2 separate regions of the Gossypium hirsutum genome follow, and region 1 is linked to region 2. A link is a contact called in public Hi-C data. All regions are on one chromosome and are shown on one strand. Each heading gives the region's core, a stretch centred on a gene start, on an enhancer-like site or on the middle of the called end of the contact. The rest is flanking DNA. Distances are from core to core; before and after follow the strand shown. Region 1 has its middle 49 kb from the start of LOC121204100. Region 2 holds the start of LOC107955322 (protein-lysine N-methyltransferase EFM1).

Region 1 (6,564 bases), core at 4,007-6,506, 140 kb before region 2:
TTTTATTTATATTTTGTTAGTTTGGTAAACTAATGATTGTATGAATATTAGAATAATATCTTGTGTTTTATTCATATATTGCATAATTTGTTTATTGAACTGATTAATTCATCAAGTCAATTAATTAACAAAAGAATAAAGGTTTATAATAGGATAAGTTGGTATAAATGATGTGTTCTTAAACCCTAGGCTTGACAATCTAGGAAGCAATCATATGTTAGGCAAGATTGGGAGATAAGTTTAACCAAGTGAATCGTAGTTTATGCTGGTTGAGAAAGTGAGGTCGAGAGATAAACAAATATCAACAAATCGATTAATTAATTAGTAGAGGCCGAAAGGTAATACTAGTTAATTAATATCTAATTCATAATAAAACTCAAATTCTGAAATTAATTAATCTTTAGTTTATTAATTAGAGATTTAATCGATCATAGGCTAGAGGCTCGCATTGTCGACACTAGGAATAGTAAAGTCCATTAGATTAATTTAGGTTTAGTAATTTCATTAGTTTAATTAATATATTAATTTGGATTCGCACTACTAATTCATGACTCGATTAGATTACTAATTATTTTTGTAACAACCCGATTTTGGGGTTAGTCGGAATAGTGGTTTCGGGACCACAAATCTGACATAGAAAAATTCATTTTTATTATATTTTTATGGTCTGCAGTTTTATAGAACTATTCTGTGAAAATATCGTTCGAAAATTTTGACGTTTGTGCACTCAATTTAGTCAAAAGGACTAACTTGTAAAAAATGAAAAAGTTGAGTTATACTTGTTAAAGGTGTCCAATTGCTATGAGGTTTTAAATTAGAGGTCCTTAGTTGGTAATTAGACCATTGGATAAGTTAATGGACAAAAATGGACATGAATAGGTAAAGTTTCAATGTTATGCATTAAGGGCATTTTGGTCATTTAATTAATAAAATAATAAAAAGGGAAAATCAAGTCAAAATTAGTGTCCATCTTCTTCATCTTGGCCGAATTTTACAAGGAGACCATAGCTAGGGTTTCTTCAACTTTCAAGCTTGATTTTAAGTACATCCTTGCCCCGTTTTTAATGCTCTTTACATTTTTTAAGTCATCGTAACCCCATTTGCCTATTTCTACCATTATTTTGAAGTAGGTTTCATGTTTAAAAATTTAGTCATGTGTGACATGCATTTATTTTGATGTTTGATGGAAGATATTGTATGTTTAAGGTGTGATAAACAACTTTTACTAAGTGATTTTTAGTGAAAATGCATAAAAACGATTTATTTGTAAAAGTTGTGAAAATGGGTAGTAGAAATGTGATTTGATGAAAAATGTGGGTTGTTATGAGCATGGCTTAAGTTCGGCTAGGCTTGGGTAACAAAGAAATTAGATACATTTCATTTTACGAGCCTAAGGACTAAAATGCAAATATGTCAAAGTTTAGGGGAAAAAATGTAATTTTGCCGTAAGTTGATTTTTGGACAGCATTGAGTAATGTGATAATTAAATAAGTTAAATTTTCTATTATAGATCAAGAAAATGAAGTTCGGACTTTGATCGGAGGAAGAACAAGGCTATTGACGATTAAGTCCATTTCCTACTATTTTGTACTGAGGTAAGTTTGTGCGTAAATAATGCAATGTTATATTATGTATTTAATGCTTAATATTGCATATATTGTACTATTGTTTCTATAGAAATATTCAACGAAGTTTCGATAATGAGAAAATCTCGGTTGAACCTTAGAAATAGTTTAGGATACAAGTGACATGTCACTAGGAAACCATGTGTTATGTGATCTATGTGAATCTGGGTGCTGGTCATGCACGTCCTACCGGTGGCTGGGTAGTCTGGCACGTGTTGCGGATACCTGACAGCTTGTGTGAGCAGCCCGTGTAGCTACATTTTGACTAACAGCTTGTATAAGTAGGCCCGTGATTAGCTCGTGTGCGAGCCCTATGTGTTATGAGATATGAGGTAGCATTGGCTACATATATGGAACTTATGTGCAAGACTTTCTGTGTATCCGATAATATTCCAAGTGTTCAACGGGTAATCCGAAAAGTATGTCAAAGATGACAAAGTATGCAACTATGTTATGCGTTGGTACATGTATATATGTAAAACTCAAGAGTATGGACTTTAGTATGAGATGAACTCTTGGTAAGAATGCTAATGAGTAAGCTAAGCCTAAGATACTTGATGATAATTATGCTAACTTATGTTAAGTAGTTATATGATTAATGTATGATTTATGTTGCTTATTATTTGCATGCAAACTTACTAAGCTTTAAAAAGCTTACTCCCCTTTTTCTTTCCATTCCTCATAGTGTCGCCAAGCTAGCTCGAAGATCGAGGAATGTCGGCGCTCGATTCATACTATCAAATGATTTTTTTAGGTATACTTGATTTTAATATCTTGAGTATGGCATGTATAGAGACTTGGTCATTTTATTACGTGTCATATTGGTTTAGCCAAATATGTTGGCATTGTAATGGTTAATGATTCATTTTGTATTTGGCCATTGGAAGTTGGCTAATATTATTCTTATTGGTCATTGGTATATTTATGTGATGATGCTTATCATGAAGATGAATTTGGCATGAACAGAAAAGAAATTATGTGATGTTTATGCATGATAGATGTTAGTATGTGCAAATGATGTATTGATATCTTGCTTGTGGCTGATTTGGTTGTATGTATATGCTTGGATTGGTGTTGCTTGTTGTGGTGTAGGTTGGTGCAAGTAAGGGTGGCAAAATGGCTTGGTAAATAGCCCTATTTTGTCCACACGGGTAGAGACATGGCCGTGTGTCTTAGCCGTGGGACGGACACGTCCTAGGGACATGGGCGTGTATCCAGGGCGTGTGAAGTCTGCACCTATTTTATGAAAATTTTCAAAAATTAAAATTTGCCACATAGCCTAGCACACGGGCGTGTGACTTGTTCGTGTGACTTCCTTTGGTGTTTAAGTCATAAACAGAGAGTTACACGGGTTAAGGACACGGGCGTGCATAACCATACAGGCTACCCACACGGGCGTGTCCCAAGCCACACGGTCGTGTGACCCTGTTTTGATGAAAAAAATTTTAGGTGTCGTAGAATTTTTTAAAGTTCTCGATTTAGTCCCGAACCACCTCTAATGCATGATTTGGACCTCGTAGGCCCCTTTCTAGGGACGATAGGAATGTATGTGAAAGTTTTAAATTTGGATGGAAATTAATTTACGTCTCAGTTTTGTATGATTGCTTGTGTATAAGTCCGGTAATGCCTCGTACCCTATTCTGACGTTAGATACGGGTAAAGGGTGTTACAATTTTCTGTAATTAATTTAATAATATTTTCTCCAATCTATAATCCATTGGGTACAATCCTCGGAATACTTACCAATGTTTCATTGTAAACTTTACTATATTAAAATTTGACCCTTACGTTTGTGGACACTACTGATTGAATTTATTATATTTTTGGTGTGATATTTTTACTATAAATGACAACTCGTTTATAGGCGATCAATCGTCGAATCTTAATGTGTGACATCACATTAAGTTGCCGAAGCAACTTAGACTATTTCAACATAATTACACCATGTTTAATTTATATTTGTCAATAACATAACAAATAAATCATTTAATAAAATCATTCACATGCATTTATAAAACTTAAGATCTTATTTCATCTAATTAAGTGGTCATGCTAAGTCAAAATCTAATTTAGGATACTAATTCAAACTTATTGTCAAAATTCAAGGTTATGCCTTGAGACAGAGGACTCCATGTCTCAAGACATGCCATAAATTATTTTAGAAATTTTAGCTTCGATGTTAACTAGTAAGATCAATTTTATTGTTTCATGAATTGTTTTAATTAATAAACCAATGTTTAAATAATAACAATTTTATAGAATAAATGAGTAACTCGTGCATTGCACATGATAGAAATTAGTAAGATTATATAATAAAGGTTAAATTTTAGTTTTAGTTCCTATATGCCTAAAATTTAAACTTTTTTATAATATCAAAAGCTATGAGTGTAATAGGAGCATATATCGGCAAAAGGATCACCCTAAGATGATCAACTCATGGCTATTGATAACAAATCAAATCAAATGATTTTACTTCTCAAAATTTTTTTTACTTGCTCTTACGGAGACAATGTCAAAATGGTTGAAAAAATCAATCATTCACAATCACTGATGAAGGATTCCTAAAAAACTTAAGGATTAGTACCCGTTTTAGAAATCAAACGAGTTTGATCTTATACATACGCAAGGTAATAAAAGAAAAGAAAGAAAGAAAATACCTTTCATTACTCGTTTAGGAATAACTAAATCATGGGATGTTGGAGTATTACAGAGGGACTATAACAAATCCTAGTATTTAGGGTTACGAAGGTGTGGCCAAAGCACATATTGTGTTTTTTGGCTTGTGCTTCTTGGTAGCTATCTGGTGTATTGGGATTTAGAAATTTTTTATGATGAGCGCAAGGGAAAACCTTCTTCGGATTTGCCCAAGATTTTTGGAATTCATTTATTTTTCTTAGAAGTGGCTTGGCTTTGTCTTTGATACATTTCATGTAACAAAATTGTGTGATCGTGGGACATGGGTGTTCGACCTTTATAGACTAACTGGTAAGGTACAACTTGTATATTCAACTTAAGGTGCGGAAGATTTTGATCTTTTTGTTATGACACATAATTAAGTTTTTTTTTTGACATTATAAGATAATGATTAAATTTTAGATATAATATAATGATTAAAATTTAATTCTAACCCTTGTACTTATTTTTTAAAAATTATATAGAATGCTCAAATTTAATCATTATATTATGCTCAAAATTGAGATTTAATCTTTATATATATATTTTTGTATAATTTTTATTAATTAATTTAAATATGTTATTTTAATTAAGATGTATTAATAACTTAACATAATTAGACCAAGAAAATTAATTCTTTATGGTACTAAATTCAAATATACGAAAACTACGAAAATTTTGAAATCCCCAAACTAACAACACTTAAACCCTTCTCTGTTTTCTCCCTCGGTTCTTTGAAACTAACTGCCTTAAACCCTAACTGTCCTCATGACCCTAACTAGTCTCTCCCGCCAAAAACCACCGTCGCTCTTTATCACCGTCAGATTCCTCACTCGCCACCTTTCCACCTCAAAACTCCGTGACCATTACTCCTTCCAACCACCACCATCCCTTTCTTTAGATCCTCAGAAATCTAAGTCCAATTCTAACTCACATAAAAAGCAGAAACCCAAATACAGACCCCCGTCGTCCCTCGATCAGATAAAGCCGATATATTCCGATTTGCCCTTCGATTTCCGGTTCAGTTACACAGAGAGCAGCCCCACGGTGAGACCCATCGGGTTGAGAGAGCCAAAGTACTCCCCTTTCGGACCAGGTCGATTGGACCGTGAGTGGACCGGGTTTGTGCCCCTGCTGTGGACCCGAAGGTGAAGTCGCTGGAGGGTACTGAGGATCCGAATTTAGAGGCAAAGAGGAAGCTATTGAGGGGCAGGATTCAGGGGGCACCTCTTACTGAGGCTGAGAGGAAGTTTTTGGTAGAAAAATGTCAGAGAAATAGAAATAAAAGGCAAATAAATTTGGGTATTGTGTACAAGTTTCAATTTTTCTTCTTTTTTTACTTTTCCCCCAATAATTCTGGTATTGTAGCTTAGTATTTTTTTTATTTGTTCTTCTTTTGGTTTTTGGAATTTGTATGTGGGTATGGGTCGTTGGTTTGTAATATCAATTGAGGTGTTTTATTTGGGTTTACGTTTTTGTTGGTTTTGTTTGATGTTTATTTGAGCTTGATAATATACTTTGATGTCATGATTCTAAAATTAGAAGAAAAAAAATATGATCAAATAAGGTATTCAGAAAATCTTAGATATATTTGTTATGACCTGTTATATAATGGATCACTGAAGATTAGTTTTCAAAGGTCTAAAAACTCATGTAGGAAACTGTTATGTACTATTGAAACTCTTGTAGAAGAAATGCTATTTTATACATGGCAAAGCTCCCTGTTAAGTGGTTTGCTTGTGATTGGATTGATCCCCTTCAACTTATTTTCAATGTTTTCATTGCGTTTGCTATCCTTCATCTCACAGGTTATCTTATAGCATGGTTTTCTGTTGTCTTCATCTGTAGGGAGAGATGGTTTAACACATAACATGCTGAATGATATTCATAATCATTGGAAATTTGCTGAAGCAGTGAGGATTAAGTGTCTCGGGGTACCCACTGTCGACATGAAGAATGTTTGCACGCAGCTTGAGGTATTTGGTTTACTGCAAGCAGTTTTAAGGGAAAGGATTTCCTTTTTTGTATAGTATCTTTAAGTTTTCGGATGTGATCCGTTTCCCATTCTATGGTCTCCTGTGTCTCATGCATGTGTTTTGTGTTGACTATTGATTTATAATATTATGTACTTGATTTTCATATATCATGAATTGAATTATTATCTATGCAGATAACTATGAGATATTTACTCTCATCATGGAGTTTGAATAACTATTGCAGGATAAAACATTTGGAAAGATCATTCAGAGGCATGGTGGTACACTTA
Region 2 (6,340 bases), core at 2,170-4,669:
AAGAAGGGTAAAATCAAGGTAAGTTTTCCGTATAGTAGGTCCAACTACCCCAAGAGACAGTGACAAAGCATAATGTGATGGTTTGGGTTGTACTGCAGGAAAGAGACGGTGGTGGTGATGGTGGTTCTGGTTTGACAGGTTACCAGTTTTGGAAAACTTTGATTGTTGGGTCAGCTTATTTAACGCAAAGTTTCCATTTATTGATAGGTTCTGGGCTGGCTACTTCACCATCACCTCTTACCGCTACAGCATGCTGTGTTTCATCCTTTTGCGGTGAGAAGGGAACAACCGGTACTCATTCCAATAGGGACTTCTTTGGAATTGTCCATTGCCCTTGTTTTTGCTTCTCTATTTGCATTTCAATTTTCCTCTCTCTTTTATGGTTTGTAGATGGGACAGTAAGAACATAAGATGGACAATCATCTCATCAATCATCTCATCACCATCAGTGATGAGATTACGTTTCTCTATAACAAGTATGGTTTAGATATGGTAGGAATTGAGTTATATACTAAGTGATGGTGTGAATATATGTAGGTTTCGAGGAACTGCATGCCGTGCATGCAAAAGCAAAGCCGCAGGTGGAGTCATTAATATTCAAAGTTTTGGACATGTTACTTGAATAAGCTTCCCAAGACAAGTGGGGCTTGGGCGTCAATGATAAACCTCTGACAAAGCCAGATTGCAGGTTGGCTGCATGTCCTGCTCTCTCACTCACCCTCTCTTCTCTCTTTTTCACACGCTGATACCAACCACTGCTCATTTTCTCATTCAATCTATAACGGAGGATTTTAAGTCCTAAGAACAATGCCTTGGTTTTTTTTCCCTCTAATTTTAAAGTAAGATTGTTTCATAAATTATGAAAGGGTTTTTTCAATTCTTTCGAAAATAAAAGAAAAAATAATAATTTTTATAATTATTTCTAACATAATATATATTTGTTGATATAAGTTTCAACAAGAGAGGAGATAAAAAGAAAAAGATGGTGGTGCAATGAAGGTCCATAAAAGAGGAGAAAAGTTGTGTGAAGGATAGGAAAACTAAATGTAAAGAGTAAGAGCTCAAGGTTGATAACTGGGGAGAAGATCATTTTTACTTCAATATGAAAGGTATTTATAACGAAAGTCCTCTTATTTGATAGTGGTGACATAGCAAGTTATTACAACGAAATTGCTATTATGGAGTATATGGGGGACGTGCGTGATAGAAACCATTATGTTATTCCTTTTGAGGAGTATGATGCTGATATATACAGATGAACTTCAATGCTCCATTAAAAGTGTTTACACTGAAAAGCAGGTGAGCTAGATAAATTATTGCATTTTTTTTTATCTTTCAATATCATTCCAAACTTTTGAATTTCAATAATATGCAATATTTTTATTTTTATTTTTAATTTATTTTATATAGTGCTTTTGTCGTTTAAGTTGTACAACATTTTGCCAATGTTTTTATTTTATAATTAGATTAAATTTTGATTAATTAATGGGGTAATTGAGTTTAATTATTTGGGTAATTGATTTGGGTTAAATTTAATATTTTGAGTTGTGTTATTTTATTTTAAGTTTTGGGTTGTTTTAATGTTTTTAGTTTAATTGAGTTAGGTTTTATATTGGTATTCAATATTTGGAAATTGAGTTAGGCATTGAATATATATTATTTAAAAAATTTATTTAATTTATTCTATTTAAATTTATAAAATCGAAAATCAAATTGATATAGTCAAGAAAACTAATTAAGCTAATTGAATAAATCGTAAATTTTTTATTACACCAATTATTTGCACACCTCTATATATAAACATATCACAACGTGCATATCGAGAGAATCAAACCCTAAACAATTACATAAAAAAGATATTGCGATACTATTACACTAGATTTTCTAAGTTAAAACTTTTTTTTATCTATAAGTAAATTTTGAAATAAAAAAAACTAACTTTTTAGGTCAAATACAAATTCTTCCTTTTGACTTTTCAAAAGCTTGGTTCAAATTATAAATTTATCTCTCATTTATATTAATTATAAATTTCAAATATGACTTATGTATTGAATAAATTTTACAAAAAAATTTATTATAATTGTTTAAAAAGTCTTAAAATTTTATATTTCAGTTATTATAGTTTTTTATATATTTTTACTACAATTTAAATTGAATATTTATTAATACAAAAAGAATTCTAATATAATATTTTGTCAATAGTAATAATAAGGACACGAAAAAAAGAAGAAGGATATTTTGCGTTATTGTATGTTATTTTAATATCTAAATATAATTTATATATTGAAATAAAATTTTAAAAATATATTTTTTTTAATTTTACTATTACAAATACAAATATATGTTGAAGCATAGAATATAACCAATATAAAAACACAACAAACAAATAAGAGAACGCAACCATATACGCATATATTGGGATTGAAGACCTACACATCACAATTAAAAATGATGGCACTCAAACTTGGATGCATAATGACCCAAGTCCTCAGGTTAACCAACAATGCCGAAGCCCTATTAGCATAAACAATTTATCATAATTGTTTAAAGTATTCAAAATTGATATTTTATATAGTGTAATATTAACAAATCTAAATATCATTTAAATTAGTTTATTTTTTATTTTACCATTTCATATCTAAAATGAGCATTTTAAATTTCACAAAATTCTTTAACAATAATACTAAATATTTAAAATCTTTAAGTAATGTTAAAGTAATCATTTGGAAATCAATCTTAAAGATACTAAAAGAATAACATTTGATAGACCATGAGAAAGGGGAAAAGATCAAATTTTAGTTCGATAATTGGATGTCGACTTTGATCCCCTGAAAGATCATTGTCGAGACCTAAGTGGAGTGGACATAGATGGTCGAATAATTGATATGGTACACATAGATGGAAGATGGGATTGGAATGAATTCTAACATCTTTTAGACGATCAATGGTCCTTTTCATTGCAGGGACATTACATACTAATCGGCAGGCTCAATCAAACTCATTTATTTAGCGGTGGAATGGTAATGGGTTGTTTTTGGTGAAAAGTGCTTCAAGATCAACTTGAACCCACCAAATGCAAAATAAAGAACCATTTGGAAGAGCCGACATCCCTAGAGAGTGTCATTTTCTTTGGCTAGTGACTAAAAATAAAATGGTGAAAGGTGTGATAGGTATACTATTGAGGGGGATCGACCTTAAAAACTGTTTAAATATAAACAATTTACCATTTTACCTATAACTTAATTATTGATTTTTTATATAAGTATAATTTTAATATCATTTTTTTCCTTCCACCCGATAATATCTAATATTAATAAAAATAATTTTGAAAATAGTTTAGTTGGATTTTTTTTTAATATAGGTCAAATGCAAAGCATAGGTGTTAGTTTGAAGCAGGCCCGCAACCAAGTTTTGAGTTAGAAAGTTGAGATATTGAAAATACAATTGGCTAAGCCCAACTCCAACCAAAACCTAAAAAATTCCCAAAAGTGTCGTCTCAAGCTCTAAGCCTCTCACCAGTCAGGCAGTCACCGGCAAGCACCAACAAGGCACCGTCGACCACGGGCCCTTAAAATTCTCATTTGATTGGTTGGTTTCGTTACTTGTAAATTCGTTACTTGTAAACCCATTCTTGATGTTTTAGGATTCTATTTCTGGTTGATTTTTAGTTATAGATGTTACTATGTCAGCCCTTAATATCCTTTGACTGGTTACTTGGTTAAGTTTATCACTATTTAGGCTAGTGATCAAAGATTTAAGAGCATTGAATTTGAAGGAAACAAACAATGAGCTAATGAGGAAACATGGAATCTCTTACAACTTCCAAACTTCACTCACTTCCATTCTAATATATTTCATTTATTTTCTAATAAAGAAAGAAAAACAAGAAATGGAAAGAGTTTGAAGTTTAGACCAAAACAGAGAGACAGTCTGTCATGTCCGAATGTAATAAAATAATAATAATTTCCTTTTTCTTTGTCTCTCCAAATTTACTTAGCTAGAAGAACATAGATGTTCGAACCATGAAAAATGTTTATAATGTTTTGATTTTGATGCTTATTGTTAATGTTTATGAACTGAATTGTTAATTTTAAAATTTTATTGGTATATTGAAAAATGGCTTGTAGCGAAAACAATGAGTTTATGGGGGATAGTGAGAAGGTTTCTGTTTGTTTGATCTTGTCTTTAAATGTTGATTGTTTTGGTTCTCCAGGGATAGCTCATGTTGAACTAGCTCGAAGGTAAAATTATACTGGCCGGAGTTAAACATTTATATTGATATTCCAACTGATATTGATTGTGAACTAGAGATAGAAATTGTTAGACGTTGTTAATTTAGCTTTATCGTTTTAGCTCAAGTGATAAATTCCGCTCTATGATGATGATTGTAAGGCGGATTTTAGAGCCATTGACATCTGATATCATTCCAGTTAATGCCATTTATACTTGTAGAAGCAATTTAAGTACAATGCATGCATGAACAAAACACATTCAGCATTCTTATAAATGGAAATAGGCGATTCATGTTTAATGCAAGATCGGTAAGTGGTTGATGAAGGTTTTGGTTTTTCTTCCATTTGCTTGGGGAATTTTCTAATTTCATAGAGCAACTAGGTTATAAAAGCTCATTTGAATGCTGGTGGTTAGTTTGCAGTTTTGAAAGCTTACAAGGGACTGCCTTGAAATGAGAATATATTTCAATCTTGTTAAAAATAAAGTGACAATGCTCCATCGAGGTCAATTCCATCATTATATAGTCAAAGAGTGAAGCAGAACTACTAGTAAATCAAGTTGTCTGGAATTGTTATTGAAATTTTAATTTGCTTGGAATTTTTATGTTTAAATTGTTAGTAATATTTAAATTTTTGTGAAATTTTTATGTTTAGTTTGTTTGAATTATTATTTAGCCTTTTTTGTTAATTTATTTTACATTTATTTATTTTTAGTTATGAATAAAATTTATTTAAAATTAATTTTTTATTTGATTTTATATTATTTTTAAAATTTTAATTTTAGTGGATTTGGATTTTGGTTATGTTGGATTCGGATATCTAACATAAGGTTGAAAATGTTAAATTCGGATTTTTTGCGGATTCGGATATTCGGCGGATAATGTATTTAATTCTGATTTGGAATTGGATAGTAAAATTCGGATAATCTGTGGATTCGGATAATCCATAAATTGCAGATATCCAACCCGCTGCCATCCCTAACTGGGATCAGTTTTAAGTTTCTCAAATTTTTTTTTCAGACCTAATTCCTAAAGCCCTTATTAAACCTCAGTGTAGTGCCTTTGGTCACCGGCCAACTTGAGCCAAGTAACCATCACCGACGATAATGGCGTGTACAGAGGAAGCAAAACTCGAGCACTTCCTTCAATGGCTTCAGGTTTAGTTCTCCAACACCCTGAACTCAACTTCAAGCCGTCAACTCTACATTTCTGTTCCTCTGGTTCAACTAACAGTGATTTTAATTCAGGTAAACGGAGCTCAATTCCGCGGCTGCAAAATCAAATATTGCGACTCCACCAAAGGCTTTGGTATTTATTCCACCAATGGTTCCCCCGAAGATGGTCAGTAGCAAAAAGCCCTGTAACAAAGAAGTTAAAGAATAGAATTCTGTTTGATTCTTTGTAAGGTTTTCGTTAATTTTATGAGGAAAAGAAACTGGGCAGGGGTTCTTCTTGTTGTTCCACTGGATTTAGCAATAACTCCAATGAGGGTACTGCAAGATCCTTTAATTGGAGCAGAGTGTAGAGCAATGTTTGAAGAAGGAGAAGTTGATGATAGGTTCTTAATGATTTTATTTCTTATTGTGGAACGTCTCCGAAAGAATTCTTCATGGAAACCGTACGTACTTAACCTATGTGATTGGCATTTTAGTGTTCTTTTTTTTCCCTTTATTATTTATGTGGATTGAAAGGTTGGGTCAGGTACCTTGATATGCTTCCAACTACTTTTGGTAATCCGGTTTGGTTTACTGATGATGAGCTTTTGGAGTTGCGGGGAACAACCTTGTATAGAGCAACTGAATTGCGGGTAAATATTAGTATTTAGTTTTCTGTTTCTCTTGAAAATCAAATTGATGAAATTTGACTAACCATGATGATGAAAGTTAGTATAATTGTTTTATAGAAAAAGGATTTGATGTCTGTGTACGAAGATAAAGTGAAGGAATTGGTGAAGAAACTTCTGGTTCTTGATGGAGATTCAGAAAGGTCTGTATTAATTACATTAAACAAGATGGCAATCCATTGTTGCATTTAAATTGTTGAGTTTCTGGTCTTGTCAAGAATAATTTAGTTATTTTCTTATTGCCCAAACGTGAACTGTTGTTAATG

Evidence for each region. A called contact is a pair of places that touch in the nucleus more often than the background predicts.
Region 1: a contact with region 2 is called in a Hi-C map of fibers, with 2.2 times the contacts expected there. The contact joins the enhancer-like site here to the promoter of LOC107955322 in region 2. A contact is called at or near these places in 11 of 34 Hi-C or Micro-C datasets (anther, fibers, hypocotyl and 3 more).

The regions. Positions count from the first base shown.
Region 1 is chrA07:34,243,218-34,249,781 of Gossypium_hirsutum_v2.1, reverse strand. It overlaps the pseudogene LOC107955320. Among protein-coding and RNA genes, the nearest start is that of LOC121204100, 49 kb to the left of the region's middle. Within about 2 kb of position 5,256, at least 6 of the 9 cell types and tissues checked have an H3K27ac peak or open chromatin away from gene starts, as enhancers often do. A contact at or near this core is called in fibers, where this site is marked.
Region 2 is chrA07:34,099,122-34,105,461 of Gossypium_hirsutum_v2.1, reverse strand. It overlaps LOC107955322 (protein-lysine N-methyltransferase EFM1), which reads left to right and starts at 3,419. Exons shown (of 18, transcript XM_016891060.2): 1 at 3,419-3,588; 2 at 4,214-4,241; 3 at 5,284-5,388; 4 at 5,479-5,572; 5 at 5,675-5,849; 6 at 5,933-6,038; 7 at 6,135-6,217. The coding sequence starts at 5,338.